Regions from separate parts of the Mus musculus genome. Here region 1 is linked to region 2. The links are chromatin contacts, called in public Hi-C maps. All regions are on one chromosome and are shown on one strand. Each heading gives the region's core, a stretch centred on a gene start, on an enhancer-like site or on the middle of the called end of the contact. The rest is flanking DNA. Distances are from core to core; before and after follow the strand shown. Region 1 overlaps Pkd1l2 (polycystic kidney disease 1 like 2). Region 2 overlaps Plcg2 (phospholipase C, gamma 2).

What was found. Hi-C and Micro-C count contacts between places; a contact is called where the count stands out from the background.
Region 1: a Hi-C map of bone marrow-derived macrophages shows a contact between it and region 2, with 20 read pairs. The contact joins two enhancer-like sites. A contact is called at or near these places in 1 of 484 Hi-C or Micro-C datasets (bone marrow-derived macrophages), 4 of 115 datasets of contacts at active chromatin or transcription factors (the 230-238 cell line, embryonic stem cells, pro-B cells and 1 more) and 2 of 9 other capture datasets (adipose tissue and embryonic stem cells).

Annotation. Positions count from the first base shown.
Region 1 is chr8:117,056,679-117,063,437 of GRCm38.p6, forward strand. Pkd1l2 (polycystic kidney disease 1 like 2) reads right to left here. Exons shown (of 43, transcript NM_029686.4): 9 at 6,558-6,607; 10 at 3,830-3,947; 11 at 2,784-2,991; 12 at 735-855. Among named protein-coding and RNA genes, the nearest start is that of Pkd1l2, 22 kb to the right of the region's middle. Within about 2 kb of position 4,968, at least 26 of the 459 cell types and tissues checked have an H3K27ac peak or open chromatin away from gene starts, as enhancers often do. A contact at or near this core is called in bone marrow-derived macrophages, where this site is marked.
Region 2 is chr8:117,514,418-117,521,646 of GRCm38.p6, forward strand. All of the region lies in intron 2 of Plcg2 (phospholipase C, gamma 2), which reads left to right. Among named protein-coding and RNA genes, the nearest start is that of Plcg2, 20 kb to the left of the region's middle. Within about 2 kb of position 4,899, at least 13 of the 459 cell types and tissues checked have an H3K27ac peak or open chromatin away from gene starts, as enhancers often do. A contact at or near this core is called in bone marrow-derived macrophages, where this site is marked.

The DNA.
Region 1 (6,759 bases), core at 3,718-6,217, 460 kb before region 2:
ACGCCTTTAATCCCAGCACTTGGATTAAAGTGTCCCCCAAAAAAGGAGGAGGAGAAGGAGGAGGAGGGAGAGGAGGAGGAAGAGGAAGAGAAAGGAGAAGGAGGAGAAGGAGGAGGAGGAGAAGGAGGAGGAGGAGAAGGAGGGGGAGGAAGAGGAGGGGGAGGAGGAAGAGGAGGGGGAGGAGGAAGAGGAGGGGGAAGAAGAGGAGGGGGAAGAGGAGGGGGAGGAGGAAGAGGAGGGGGAGGAGGAGGGGGAGGAGGAAGAGGAGGGGGAAGAGGAGGGGGAGGAGGAAGAGGAGGGGGAGGAGGAGAAGAAGAAGAAGAAGAAGAAGAAGAAGAAGAAGAAGAAGAAGAAGAAGAAGAAGAAGAAGAAGAAGAAGAAGAAGAAGAAGAAGAAGAAGAGAAGAAGAAAGCAGCATCCTTCTCATCATGGTCCCATGGGACCTTGGCTGTGTGTGAGGCACGCATAGACCACTATCCTCTGCCTAGCAGCCGGGGGGATGTATGAATCCTAGCAGGGGGCTTGGTCTGAGGGCAGCAGTGTCTCTCTCCCCATAGGCTTTGATCCTATGTATTCATTCACCTGTTAGAAATTCCCTCAGGTCCCTAATCTTCCTGACTGCCCTGCACTGGCTCCAAATGGGATTGGCCTGCCCTGGCTCAGGACCCGGCATTCAACACAAGGCCGGTCCTCTCAGAGGACACAGTTTCTTCTGAGCGGCTGTGACATCTCACCTCCTCTGGTACGGTGTCATCTAAGTACCAGCTGAACACGGCCACCGAGGTCTCATCTCCCACGGTGACAGTGAGCAGAACGTCTTGGTCGGCTTTCACTGGCCGGCAGTTCTTCTCACAGCTGGAAGGTACAGAGGACAAAGAGAGAAAGCTCCCTCAGGCATTGTGACCACTTGCCTGGCCTTTGCCCAGTTCTCAAGTCTGTGGAGAAGGTGGGACATTGCCTTTGTCCAAATGAAAGATGGAATAAACCCAGCCATGCTCCAACCTAAGCCAGGACAGAGCCTTGGTCTGCAGGCTAAAGAAGAGTCAGGACATGACCAGATTTCTGTGTCACTCCCCTTGCAGTGATGTTGGGGTGCAGTGGGAGTGCAGGACACCTCCCTGGCTTCCCATCCCGACCCTGTCACTTAGGGAGATTTGCCTTGTATGAGTTGCATAAAGTCTAAGAATCGGTTTCCTTGGCTGCAGAGGGAGTGGACAAAGCCAGATAACTGCTGAGATCCACTTTAGTGTTGATAAAAGTGACAGTGCCGTGGCTTCATAGCACATATATGATGTGTGATCAGAGTAGATCTGAGAGTGACATGTCAGAGCCCTGAGAGCCCTTTGGGAGCACACCAGGCTCAGAGGACTTGCAGGATTGGTCCCAGGTGACACCAGTCCTCAGTGGGTGGACAGAACCATGAATCAGGGTCCAAACCTTGGGCCTTCTCTTGTGTTTTTGCTTTGGTGTGCATGTGTCTCTCTGTGTGTGTTTGTGTACATGTGTGTGTGTGTGTGTGCATGTGTATGCATGCAAGTGTGTGTACACAGGTGTGTGTGTACATGTGTGTGTGCATGCATGTGTGTGCATGTGCATGTGTGTGTGTGTACATGCCTGTGCATGTGTGTGTGTGCCTGTGTCTGTGTATGTGTGCCCACACATGTATATCAGAGGTTGGTATGGAATATCTTCTCTCATTCTTCATTGTATTGTTTGAGACAAGGTCTCTCACTGAACTTGAAGATCACTTCTTTGGCCACAGCCCCCTGAACCTTCTATATGATGTCCCATCCCTCTCTGGAGCCCCTGACAGGTCACTTTAACATTTGCTGCATGTCAAATGCCTCCCGAGTCCTCTCAGCCTTAACTTCATGAGTCGGTCAAACTTCCTAATTCTTTTATGAGTGTCTCCCCTAGTGCAAGCATGCTGGTGGGTTTCTACAGACCTTCCAGGCCATTCTCTAGCTCTCCCTGCAGAGACCACGTCTCAGCTCCCACCCTCTGGGCTTCTGTTTAGGTCCAGCCAGTGGAATGCATTGGTAGGGGCCCAGGAGGTTTGAGGAGAGATGGTGGGCTGAGGAGAGCACAAGGTTATTCATTTATTTCTTACCAAAAGGTTAGCATGGCAGAGTCAGTGCCCCCCTAGTCAATGCCATGGCTTCTGTCTCTCTCAGGCTATAGTTGAGAGGGGATTCTAGCCACCCCTGCCTTACCTCTGCAGTCCTAGGAGCAATGGCTTGCCCCACCCTCCAGCAGCTCCACGCTGTCACTGGGGTTAGTTCTGTTCACTCACCCCTGAGAGAGGATGTTTGTCCATCTGTAATAAGTTTCTGACTACTGTGAGCCATCTGCTTCCAGCAGGGACCCAGCTGACAGGCCCAGCTACCTCAAGCTTCCACCATGACTCCGATAAGATGCTAGGCCGACTCTCTGAGAGCAGAATGTTTTGAAGCAAGCTGTGAGCATGTCCCCTCCTGCTCAGGGAGCTCCTGGATGGAAGACTTGACTATGCGTGGATCTGCAAGGCCCCGCCTCTCCCTTTCTCCTCCTCTTCCCAAGCCCCGCCTCCAGGTCTCTGTCGAGCTCCACATCCTATGGATGGGGCCTTTCCAGTTCCCTGGATGAAGTCTCTAGATGGACTTCTGCTGTCCCTTCAGGCCATTTGTTGTGGATCCCCAGGTTGCCACCCCTGTGGGAGCACAGGTGAGACTGGTTGACCCACTCTTCCAGTCCCACCTCCGAGTGGTGCCGGCTGATGGTACGACACCCAAGTGCGGCCTCACCTGATTTGAGGCCCAAGGTTCAAGGGAGCAGACACGTAGAGGCACTGTTCTGTCTCTTTCTCCAGCTCTTGGCCCCTTAGGATAGCCAAATGCAGGGTGACAGCGGAGTTGAGCGGTGGCAGACAGAAGGTATGGAGCACCAGCAACCTCTGGTCTGTGTGGAGCAGCTGCCTCCCCACGCAGGCATTCCACTGAGCCCAGCAACGTCCTGCGCAAGATGGGAAGACAGTTGTGCACAGTATCCCTGACCCTAATACACCGTGGACTTTCTGGTTTAGCAAAACTTCTGGTAATGGTTTTGGACTTTTGTTTTGTTTTGGTTTGGTTTTTGGTTTTTTGTTATTATTATTATTATTATTATTATTATTATTATGGTTTTTCAACACAGGGTTTTTCTGTGTAGCCCTGGCTGTCCTGGAACTCACTCTGTAGACCAGGCTGGCCTCAAACTCAGAAATTTGCCTGCCTCTGCCTCCCTAGTGCTGGGGTTAAAGGCATGTACCTCCACTGCCTGGCCTAATGGTTTTGTTTCATTGAGACCAGGTCTGGCAGCACAGCCCAGACTAGCCTCAAACTCCTGGTCTTCCTGCTCTGCCTCCTGATTGCCAGGGTTACAGGGATAAACCACCACACCCAGCCTCCAGTTGTCCTATTTTATTTTGGTGAGTGAGTGTGTGTGTGTGTGTGTGTGTGTGTGTGTGTGGTGTTGTATGTTAGGAGGGAATGACCCTCTCAGAGGAGGACTATCTACCTGGTCACGGATCTTATCTGGATTTGCCAGTGGATGGTGTCAATGAACAAAGCAAGCTGGCGTTTAGGTTTTGTTACTGCTTGTTATATCTCCCCATACCCCTATCACACGCATTCAGGGACACCATCTCTCCTTGGTTTGCTGTTGCCTCTATACACATGTCTGAGGTTTACACTCCAGCACACACAGGCAGACAGTGTCAGGCTGGAGTTGTGTCCGATGAAGAGAGAACAGACAAGCCTGACGGTGCTCTCTCATCCGTGAAACCGGTGGGCAGGAGAGTCACGCCACCTACCGCAGGACCAGTGGAAGTTCAAGCCCGGGTCATCATCCGGCCAGCCCAGTGTGACTTCTGTGAAAGGGTCCACGTACAGTTCAGGCTCGGTGAATACCTTCATGTCCTGTTTGTGTCCCTGTAGAGGATGGGACCCCTCAGTGATAGAACAGCTTCACCATAGAATGCACTCCACACGTAAGCGTCACTGTAGAGTTCCACCGCCAGCCTACCCCGCACCCCAGAGCAGTGCGTGCTGACAGCGGCCACAGGGTAAAGCTAAGATCAGAGAAAGTTCTGGATGGCAATCTGCTCTCAGGTTTCCCTTGGGAGGCATGGTGTCCCTTCCTGAGACTCACTGGGTACATAGCTTTATCTCCAGTGTAGGCTTAGGTCTCACAGTGTGTTTGCCTGCATGGATAGAGACCATTCTGAACCAGGCCCTGTGCCGATGATGGGGGACATGGTAACAGAGACCCAACTGCTATCCTTAAAGGACATTAAGGAACACTTAGCACTCAGAGTGCCACCTGTGCTTCCTTCGAGGGGATCCAATTAGAGGCAGCGGGAGAATGTGGAAGGCAGAGGCAATCAGTTAAGAATACAGGCCTCAGCCGGGCGTGGTGGCACACACCTTTAATCCCAGCACTCAGGAGGCAGAGGCAGGCAGATTTCTGAGTTCGAGGTCAGCCTGGTCTACAAAGTGAGTTCCAGGACAGCCAGGGCTATACAGAGAAACCCTGTCTCGAAAAAACCAAAACCAAAAAAAAAAAAAAGAAAGAAAGAAAGAATACAGGCCTCGAGGGATGCGGAGAGAGGTGGCTCGATTAGTGATGTCTTTGCTTTGCAGGCACAATGATGTGACATCACCGAGGGTGGTGATGCATGCTGCAATCCCAGCCTTGGAAAGATTAGATAGTGAATATCTGAGCTCCCTGGTGAGCCAGACTAGACTATGTGGTGAGCACCAGGATAATGAGAAACCCTGCTTACAGAACAAGACCAGGGCTCTTAAGGAACATGCACACATGAGGAAAGGAAAGCTGAAATGAATATAAAAGGCTCGGGGCCAGCCGAGTCTCAGAGTGGATCATGAGCCTGTGTCCTCCAGCCACGTTCTGAGTCTCTGGGTGCCTGTCCCTCTGAGGCTTTGTCAGCATCTAACACCCACGGTTGCCATGGAGACAGGGAAGCTTCCCTGTGGGTCTGGCTCCCAGAAGCACCAGAGGGAAGAGGTGACAGAGCCGGCTGGGCAACCGTGGAGAGCTTGTCTGCTCTCGAAGAAGAATCAGCAGCCCCCGAGGTGAATTCTGGAAGAAATTACTGATAGGACCAGTTAGCTATGGGTCTTCTTGCTCAAGCCTTGACCCAGACTTACACAAGGCTACAGGGGGACTCAACCTCTGATGGCTTGTGTGTGTACCAGGAGCTTGTGGAGGTCAGGGGACACCCCAGGTGTCAGTGCTTGCTTTCCATGGCTCTTATACCACACGGTCCCCCCCCTTTTTTTTTAAAGATTTTATTTTATTTTATATATGTGAATACACTGTTGCACCCTTCAGGCACACCAGAAGAGGGCATCAGATCCCAGTACAGATGGTTGTGAGCCACCATGTGGTTGCTGGGAATTGAACTCAGGACCCCTAGAAGAGCAGTCAGTGCTCTTAACTGCTGAGTCATTTCTCCAGCCCCCCTCCCCCCGCCCCCCACAGTCTCTTATTCTCCACTGGATATGCCTGGCTAACTGGCCTGTGTGCTCCTGTGAATTCTCAGGCCTCCACTTCCTATCTTGTCGGGACGTCGGGATTGATGACAGGCACTCGCTATCACACTCAGTTTACACTGCATAGCCAGAGCTCTACCCACTGAGCCACCCTCTCAGTCTTCATGATGCCTCTGAGCACACCTGTGAGCGCACACTCCGATGCTTGCTATCGGTCCACCTGGGTCCTACCAGATACGCAACTCTCAGTTCTTTCCTTTCATCTGTTTATCTCTAAGCTTTGTGAAGGCAGAGAGCACAACTGTTTTTTCAACATTAACACCTCAGCCCTTAAACATTAATTCTTGAACATGGCAGGTGCACAGTAGGTCTTTGTTATCAGCACACACCTGCACAATGATTTGGAAAGGGAACTGAAGACCCTGGCGTAAACACCAAAGAACCTGAGCCTGTTTCCCCAAATTAGCGCTAACAGCTATGAATTTCCCTCTGAGCACTGCATTAGCTGCAGCCCACAGAAGTGTATCAGTTGTATTGCCCTTATAATTTTAGTTAGAAATATCTTCTAATTTCTCCTATGGTTTCTTTTTTTTTTAATTTTTAAAAAAAAATTTATTTTTTATTTTTGGTTTTTTGAGAGAGGGTTTCTCTGTATAGCCCTGGCTGTCTTGGAACTCACTTTGTAGACCAGGCTGGCCTCGAACTCAGAAATCCGCCTGCCTCTGCCTCTGAGTGCTGGGATTAAAGGCGTGCGCCACCACTGCCCGACTCTCCTATGATTTCTTGTTTTGCCTATTAATTTTTTTTTTACAGAAGTGTATTACTTATTTCCTAAGGCCTACTCACACACAATACAGGGTCTTATTGCTTTACAGCCTAACCCTGTGGTGGTTAGAGAACATGCTTTTGGGCTCTTGCCAAAGGGAAGAAAGCTTGGGGACCCTGGCAGCGCCCTAAACTCAAAACATCAAGGAGAGCACTTGGATATTGTTTCCTTGTGAAGTTAAATGTTTTAAAGATGCTCACGCTCTTTGCTTCAGCATTTATTCCCGACAGTTCTTGGAGACTGGAAGAGGCTGTGAACATAATGAGAACAAGAATTAAGCTTTGGTGAAAGACATTATAAAGCATAAAGGCAGACTCACGTGAGCATCATGGCGGGTACCCAAGGTCACAACTATGGAGGGGGAGTGGTTGGGAGAGCAGGAGGAGCGGGTGAGCCTAGATT
Region 2 (7,229 bases), core at 3,649-6,148:
AAAACAAAACAAGAAAGACAAAAGACACCGTAAATGCAAGGTCAGCCTGGGCAGCCATAGCAAGGTTGTCTCAAAAAAAAAAAAAAAAAAAAAAAAAGTGTGTGTTTGGGCAGAATCACAGCTTGGGCTGGCAAGATGGCTCAGTGGATAAAGGGACTGTTGTCAAATGTGACAACATGAGGTATGGTGGGATGAGAGAACCAGTTTCCCCAGGCTGCTCTCTGCTCTCTACTTGTATACCATGGCATACCTGTATGCCACAGGCATGCACACAAAATAAATAATATGAATGGGAGGAGTGGCTGAGCACCTGCCTAGCACCCTTGAGATTCTAGAGCTAATCGGTGCGTAGGAAGAAAAGGAAAGTGGTTCGAGACCTGACTGGCTGCCTTTCTTGGCTCCTCGGTTTAAGAGATTCTGTCATTGGGCTTGTTGTTCCCATCTGTAAAATGGGATGTTTTGATGCCCACCCGTGTGATGTCAGGGGGATTAGAGGAGTGAGATATTAGGGAAGTTAGATATGTCCCACCCACTTCATGAGCTAGTGCTTGATAAGAAGATACTATTGAGGTCTCAGCAATAAGTCTGTAAAGTCCGCTCCCAGGAGAAGCTTTAAACCCTGGAACCTTTGAATGTCTTGCCCTACCTGGTGAAAGGCTCTTCGTAGAGGGGATTATGGGATGGATTTTGAGATGTGATCCTGGAGCTAGGACTGATGTAGTCACAAGGGTTCGTAGAGGTGTGAGGGTCAAAGTGTGAGAGGGAGACGTAGATGGTATTTTGTTGGCTTTGAGGAAAGGGGTCACACGCCAAGGAATGCAGGCTGTTTCTAAACACTAGAGGCACCGTGGGAACTAATTTCTGAGCCTTCACAAAGAACCGGTCCTGCTCAGAGCTGTGAGATTAAAAACTTGAGTTGTAGGGCCGGGCGTGGTGGCGCACGCCTTTAGTCCCAACACTTGGGAGGCAGAGGCAGGTGAATTTCTGAGTTCGAGGCCAGCCTGGTCTACAGAGTGAGTTCCAGGACAGCCAGGGCTACACAGAGAAACCCTGTCTCGAAAAACAAACAACAACAAAAAAAAACAAACAAACAAAAAAAACAAAAAAAGGAAAAAACAACTTGAGGTGTCTTCACCTGCTCGTTACAGCAGAATGGAAGCTCCTGTGTTCTCTTGACCAGTGTGGATAAGTTGGACTGCTGGCTTTGAGCCTTTCCTATTCTTATGAAGTCAAATAAAAGTACAGCTAGGTCTTTCTTGCACATATCCTCTAAAAAGCCGTATGGTGATTCAGTAGTGACCATCTGCATAGTAGTGTAATCCGAGCCCTTGGGAAGCAGAGGCAGGAAGATCAAGGCAAGTTTAAGGCCAGCTTAGTCTACATAGTCCCAGGTCAGCCAGTGCTACATAGTAACATCCCGTCTCATCCAAAGGAAACTTTAATAGACAACAAACACGTATTTTGTCTATGAAAAACAAAACAAAACAAAAACAAAAACAAAAAACCCTGTAATATGTAGCCCTCAAACAATTTGCATTTTGTTCTGTGTCTGGGGATATTTTTAATGTACATATTAGAGGCTTTAGTAGTAAATCTTTTTATGTTCGTGTGTGTGTGTGTGTGTGTGTGTGTGTGTGCGCGTGTGCATGGAGTCAGAGGAATGGGTTTATTTATTTATTGGACTTGGGGGGGGGGTGAGTTCCTTACTTTCTTTTTTTTTAAGATTTATTTATTTATTATATGTAAGTACACTGTAGCTGTCTTCAGACACCCCAAAAGAGGTCATCAGATCTCGTTACGGATGGTTGTGAGCTACCATGTGGTTGCTGGGATTTGAACTCAGGACCTTCCGAAGAACAGTCAGTGCACTTAACCACTGAGCCATTTCCTCAGCAACTCCCCCCACCCAGTTACTTTCTACTGTGTTTCTTGAGGCAGAGTCTCTCACTGAACCTGGCTGATTCAGTGAGGCTGGCTGCCTGTGAGCAGCAGGGCTCCTCCAGTCTCCCTGTCCCTGGCAGAGGCCGTTCACCAACCCAACCCCACCCCACCCCACCCCACCCTTATCTGATGATAACTGAATTCAGATCCTTCAGATGATTCCGTGGCAAGAACTCTATTTGCTGAGGCCTCTCCCAGCTCCCTGACACTTTAAACATAATTCTCTCGACTAATGCATTTGCTAGACCTGGCTTTCCAGTTTTTGGTAGTTTGAATCTGCCCTACATCAGTCTTCCTCCCATGTTGTTTGAAATTAGTCCCGTGTTTAAGGTTTGTTTCTTCAACGGGTGTCTGCTTTTTGGGTTTTTATGTTATCCCATGTTTTCCTATATCAAATATTGTTTCTGGGAACTTTTTTTTTTTTTTAATAGCTAAACTTAGGCAAATTCTCTGTGGTTTTCACTGGATAGATTTCTAAACACAGCTGTGTGGTGGGCTTGGATGATGTGGTCAGTTTTCCTAAGGAGACTCTAGCTTCTGTCCCGCTCCCGCCCCATCATCCACTCTCACCAGGATGCAGGCTTCAGCCTTTAGAGGCCTGCAGTGGAGCAGCAGAAACTGTGCTTGCTGCAGTCAGGTGTGGCAAGGCTTTCTTCCCGCCTGCGGGCTGTTTGTTCTGGCCCAGGCCCGCCAAGCCAAACCTCAGGACTGAGCAGGCTGCTTTTGGCTGGAGGGCTGCGGAGGCTGCCTCAGCACCAGCTAGATGGAATGGAGGATGGGGGAACTTTGGAGCCTTTTCCTGTGTGGCTGAGGCGGCCAGCCCAGCCTTTCTTTCACTCCACATGTCAGGTCTGGGAAGTAGTATGCTTTTCCAGTCTCCTCAGGGCGAGAGGTCTGGTTTGAGGGAAATCAGGAAGTCCCGGGTGGGGGTAGGCATGAAGATCCAAGTGCAGCCCTCAGCATCTAAGTGAAACAGTTGGGTGGTTTGGCACGATGTTTGCTATCCATGCGCTGGGGAGGGGAGCAGAGATGGATTCCTGGGACTTGCTGATCAGCATCCTTTCCAAGCATGTAGGCAATCCCACTCCATCCCGCTCCCCGCCAGGCATCTCCCCTTGGGAACTTCATCAGGTAAGCTCCAGGGGAGAGAAACGAGGTGTGTAGTTCCTGAAGAACAGCACCTGAGTTCTGGCTTTGGCATGACTATGTACATGTATGTACATATGTGAACATACGTGATGGTTAGTTTTATGTGATTCTTTTTTATTACATCTTTATTTGTTTTGTGTGTGTGTGTGTGTGTGTGTGTGTGTGTGTGGTGTGTGTGTATATGCAAATCTGCCATGGCAAGTGTGAAAAGGTCAGAGGGTGACTTGGGGGAATTTGTTTTCTCCCCCTCTCTGGGATCGAACTCGGGTCCTCAGGCTTGGTGGCAGGCAGCTTTACCTGCTGAGCCACATCACTGGCCTGTGGGGGGAGTTTTTGTTGTTAACCCAATGAGGGTTGGTCTGGGAAGGAAAGGGCTTCTCTGAAGGTGGGCCACACCCCAGCACTGAAAGGGAAGGTGTGATGGAGCGAGCTGACAGTGCAACTGTCTGTCTGCAGCTCCTGCCACTCAGGTCCTCCTCTCACAGAGCGACTGTGGCCGGGATCTGTGAGCGAATAGAAACTCCCCCTCAACAAAACTGAAACTTAGACAGTATGCAAAGATGCTGTACACATAGAGTAAGGCCTGAACGACTTTCTGACGGGGGTGGGGTAGGTAGGTGGGTGGGGGGGAGGGGATGTGGTTCCAAAGACAGGGCCATGCAGAGTTGCCAAGGAGAGCTGACGGGAGTGGGTGGTTCCGTGTGGCTGTGTCCTCACTGGTGCACAGGGGAAGCTTAATAAATGCAGACGTTAGATCATAACCCCCCCCCCCCCCCATTCCTCCATTCCTCCAGCTCGGACTGAACATCTTCTCTGTCCCTTAAACTACCACTGAATTTTTTTTTTTTTTTACATTTACTTAGCATGTGTGTGTGTGTATGTATGTATGTGTATGTATATGTATGTATATGTGTGTGTATGTGTGTGTGGATGTATATATGTGTGTATGTAGGTGTGTATGTAGGTGTGTGTGTAGGAGTATATATGTGTGTATGTAGGTTGTGTGTAGGTGTATATATGTGTGTATGTAGGTGTGTGTGTGTAGGTGTATATATGTGTGTATGTGGATGTGTGTATATGTAGGGATATGTGTGTATAGGTGTGTGTATGTGTAGGTGTGTGTATGTGTAGGTGTGTGTGTGTAGGTGTGTATGTAGGTGTGTGTGTGTGTTTATGTGTGTATATAGATATGTGTATATGTAGGGGTATGTGTGTGTGTGTGTGTGTGTAGGTGTGTATATGTGGGTGTGTGCATGTGTAGGTGCTAAGGTGTGCATGTGGAAATCTGAGAACAAATTAGGAAAGTTATTTTTCTCTTCTCATTTTCACGTAGGTCCTGGGGATCAAACTTAGGTGTGCAGAGTTAGCAGCCGCTGAATTTATATGATGAATTTATATGATGAATTTATATGATGAATTTATATGATGAATTTATATGATCTTGCTGGCTCTACTTTACTGTTGCTAGAGAAATTTATAGATTGCTATTGATCCCCTTTCTTACATATATACAATGCATTTTGGTCATAACTACCCCATTACCCCTCTTACTCCCTCCAGACCTCCCCCCCCAACTTCCTGTTCTCTCCTTTTCCTCATTTTCATTGCCTCACTGAGATTTGGTTCCCATGCCACGGAATTCACTCAGCCGAGTGTACAGTTCAGGTAGTGAATCACACTTTGTTTGTGGGGTGTTTTTTTTTGTTTTGTTTTTTGTTTTTAAGACAGGGTTTCTCTGTGTAGCCCTGGCTACCCTGGAATCGCTCTGTAGACCAGGCTGAGTCCTGCAAACACAATCATAGCTAATTTTAGAACATTTTGAATCCTTTCTCCTTTGGAGTCCCTTAGCTCTGGTGTCATTTCTCCTTCCCAGTGTTGGTGACAAGTGTCTCTAACGTGTCTGCCCACTGGACATTTCGTATAAGGAAATCATCCAGCATGTGACCTTTTTTGTTTGTTTGTTTTGTTTTGTTTTGTTTTGTTTTGTTTTGTTTTCCGAGACAGGGTTTCTCTGTATAGCCCTGGCTGTCCTGGAACTCACTCTGTAGACCAGGCTGGCCTTGAACTCAGAAATCCGCCTGCCTTTGCCTCCCAAGTGCTGGGGTTAAAGGCATGTGCCTCCACTGTCGGTGCATGTGATCTTTTGCCCCCTCCTACTTCCTTGACAGCACTTGCTACTAAATTACTTTCGACTGTAGCTGTCCTAGGAGGGGTGATGCTGTGTCCCACTGTGGTTCTGATTCGCATTTTGCTGGTTGTTGGTTGTTCTCTTGTAAATAGAATTTGTTCTAGTAGCCAGGCTTGGCCGTGAGGCCGGCCTTTTGTCATCCCTGCTACACAGAAGCCTGAGGTGGGAGGCTCACAAGGGTCAGGCTCATCTGGGCTAGGGAGTTCTAACTAGTAAGTTCAAGGCTAGGCTGGACATCTTAGAAAGATCCTATTTCAAATACTGTAAGCGCTGGGCAGGTTCAGTGAGAGACCTTGCCTCTAAGATAGATAGATAGATAGATAGATAGTAGGAGCTACTGAGGAACACATCCTAGGGTGAGTGTCTGGGTATCAGGTCTCCACAGGCGTCTGAATGGACAAGCACCTTCTACCTCCCAGCCCCACCCCCACTAAACATAGATGACATACCCTTACACAGATACATTTTAAAATGGGCTGGGGATATAGCTCAGTGATAGAGTGGCAGATACTAAGCCATGGGGTCAGGCTTCAGTCCCTACCACCTCAAATAACTTATTATATGATATTTTTGTTTTTGTTGTTATTTTGTTTTTGTTTTGTTTTGTTGTGATAGGGTTTCTCTGTGTAACAGAGCCCTGGTTGTCCTGGGCTCACTTAGTAGACCAGGCTGGCCCCAAACTCACAGAGATCCACCTGCCTCTGCCTCTGTCTCCTGAGTGCTGGGATTAAAGGCGTGTGCTACCATGCCCAGCTATTATACAAGTTTTGTTTTGTTTTGTTTTGTTTTTTTGGTGTTTTTGAGACAGCGTTTCTCTGTGTAGTCCTGGCTGTCCTGGAACTCACTTTGTAGACCAGGCTGGCCTCGAACTCAGAAATCCACCTGCCTCTGCCTCCCGAGTGCTGGGATTAAAGGTGTGCGCCACCACGCCCGGCTTACACAAGTTTTAAAATCAACAGGCTTTCTGGCTAAACCAGTGCTTATGGCAGGGGAATTGTCTTTTTATTTTCATCTTTTTGAGCTCCAGGGCGGCCATCTTTCGCAGATGTGGTGCTCATGACAGATTTGATGAGAATATTCTGGAAGTCTGAGCACAGAGCACATGGACGTGAGCAGGGAACAGTGAAGCATGAGTTCTGGGCTGGGGAGATGCCTCCCTGGGTAAAGTGCTTGCTGCACACAAGTGAGGACCTGAGTTCAGATCGCCAGAACTCACTGGGCACAGTAGCCTGTAATCGATCACAGTGTTTTGGGCATGAGATGGGAGATGAAGACCAGAAGCTCACAGGCTAGCCCTGCTAGCTTTGGAGTACAGCTGAGAACAAGAGACTCTTAGAGATGGAAGGCCAGGATGGATGCCAGAGGTTGTCCTCTGACCTCTGTACGTGGTCGGTGGTGCAGATAGAGAGAAGGAGAGGATGTGAGTCCCTGCTGGAGTCTAGAGAAATTCCCTACGTCTCTTGTTTCTTTTGTTTGTTGCTGGGAAGTAAGCTCAGAACCTTATATATGCTGGGCAAGGGCTCTGCTTCAGAGCTATAAGAAGTCCTTGCCTTATATCTGATCTTTTAGGGGACAAAAGAACCCCCCCCCACGTGTGTGTGTGTGTGTGTGTGTGTGTGTGTGTGTGTGTGTTATAGACTCTCCTCCTGCCACGGTATCTGTGTTTTGTGACCCTATATACTGCATATCTGTATGACCAAAGATGTCTACCTACTACTTCCTAAATGTCCCACACCCCCAAGTTCCTTTGCCTGCCATTTGATCAGTGTCTCAAGAAAATGGCAGAAAGGGTGTGTCCTGGGTGCTGGGACATGGGTGCTCTTAAGAAGTTGATGGAGCAGCTGTCACGGGTCAGCTTCCCTCTGTGCACCTGTAACCATGTGATGTGTATGGATATTCCTGAGTAATGTGCAGGTATCACCCCCAGCCTGTGACTCTCTTACCCATTTTA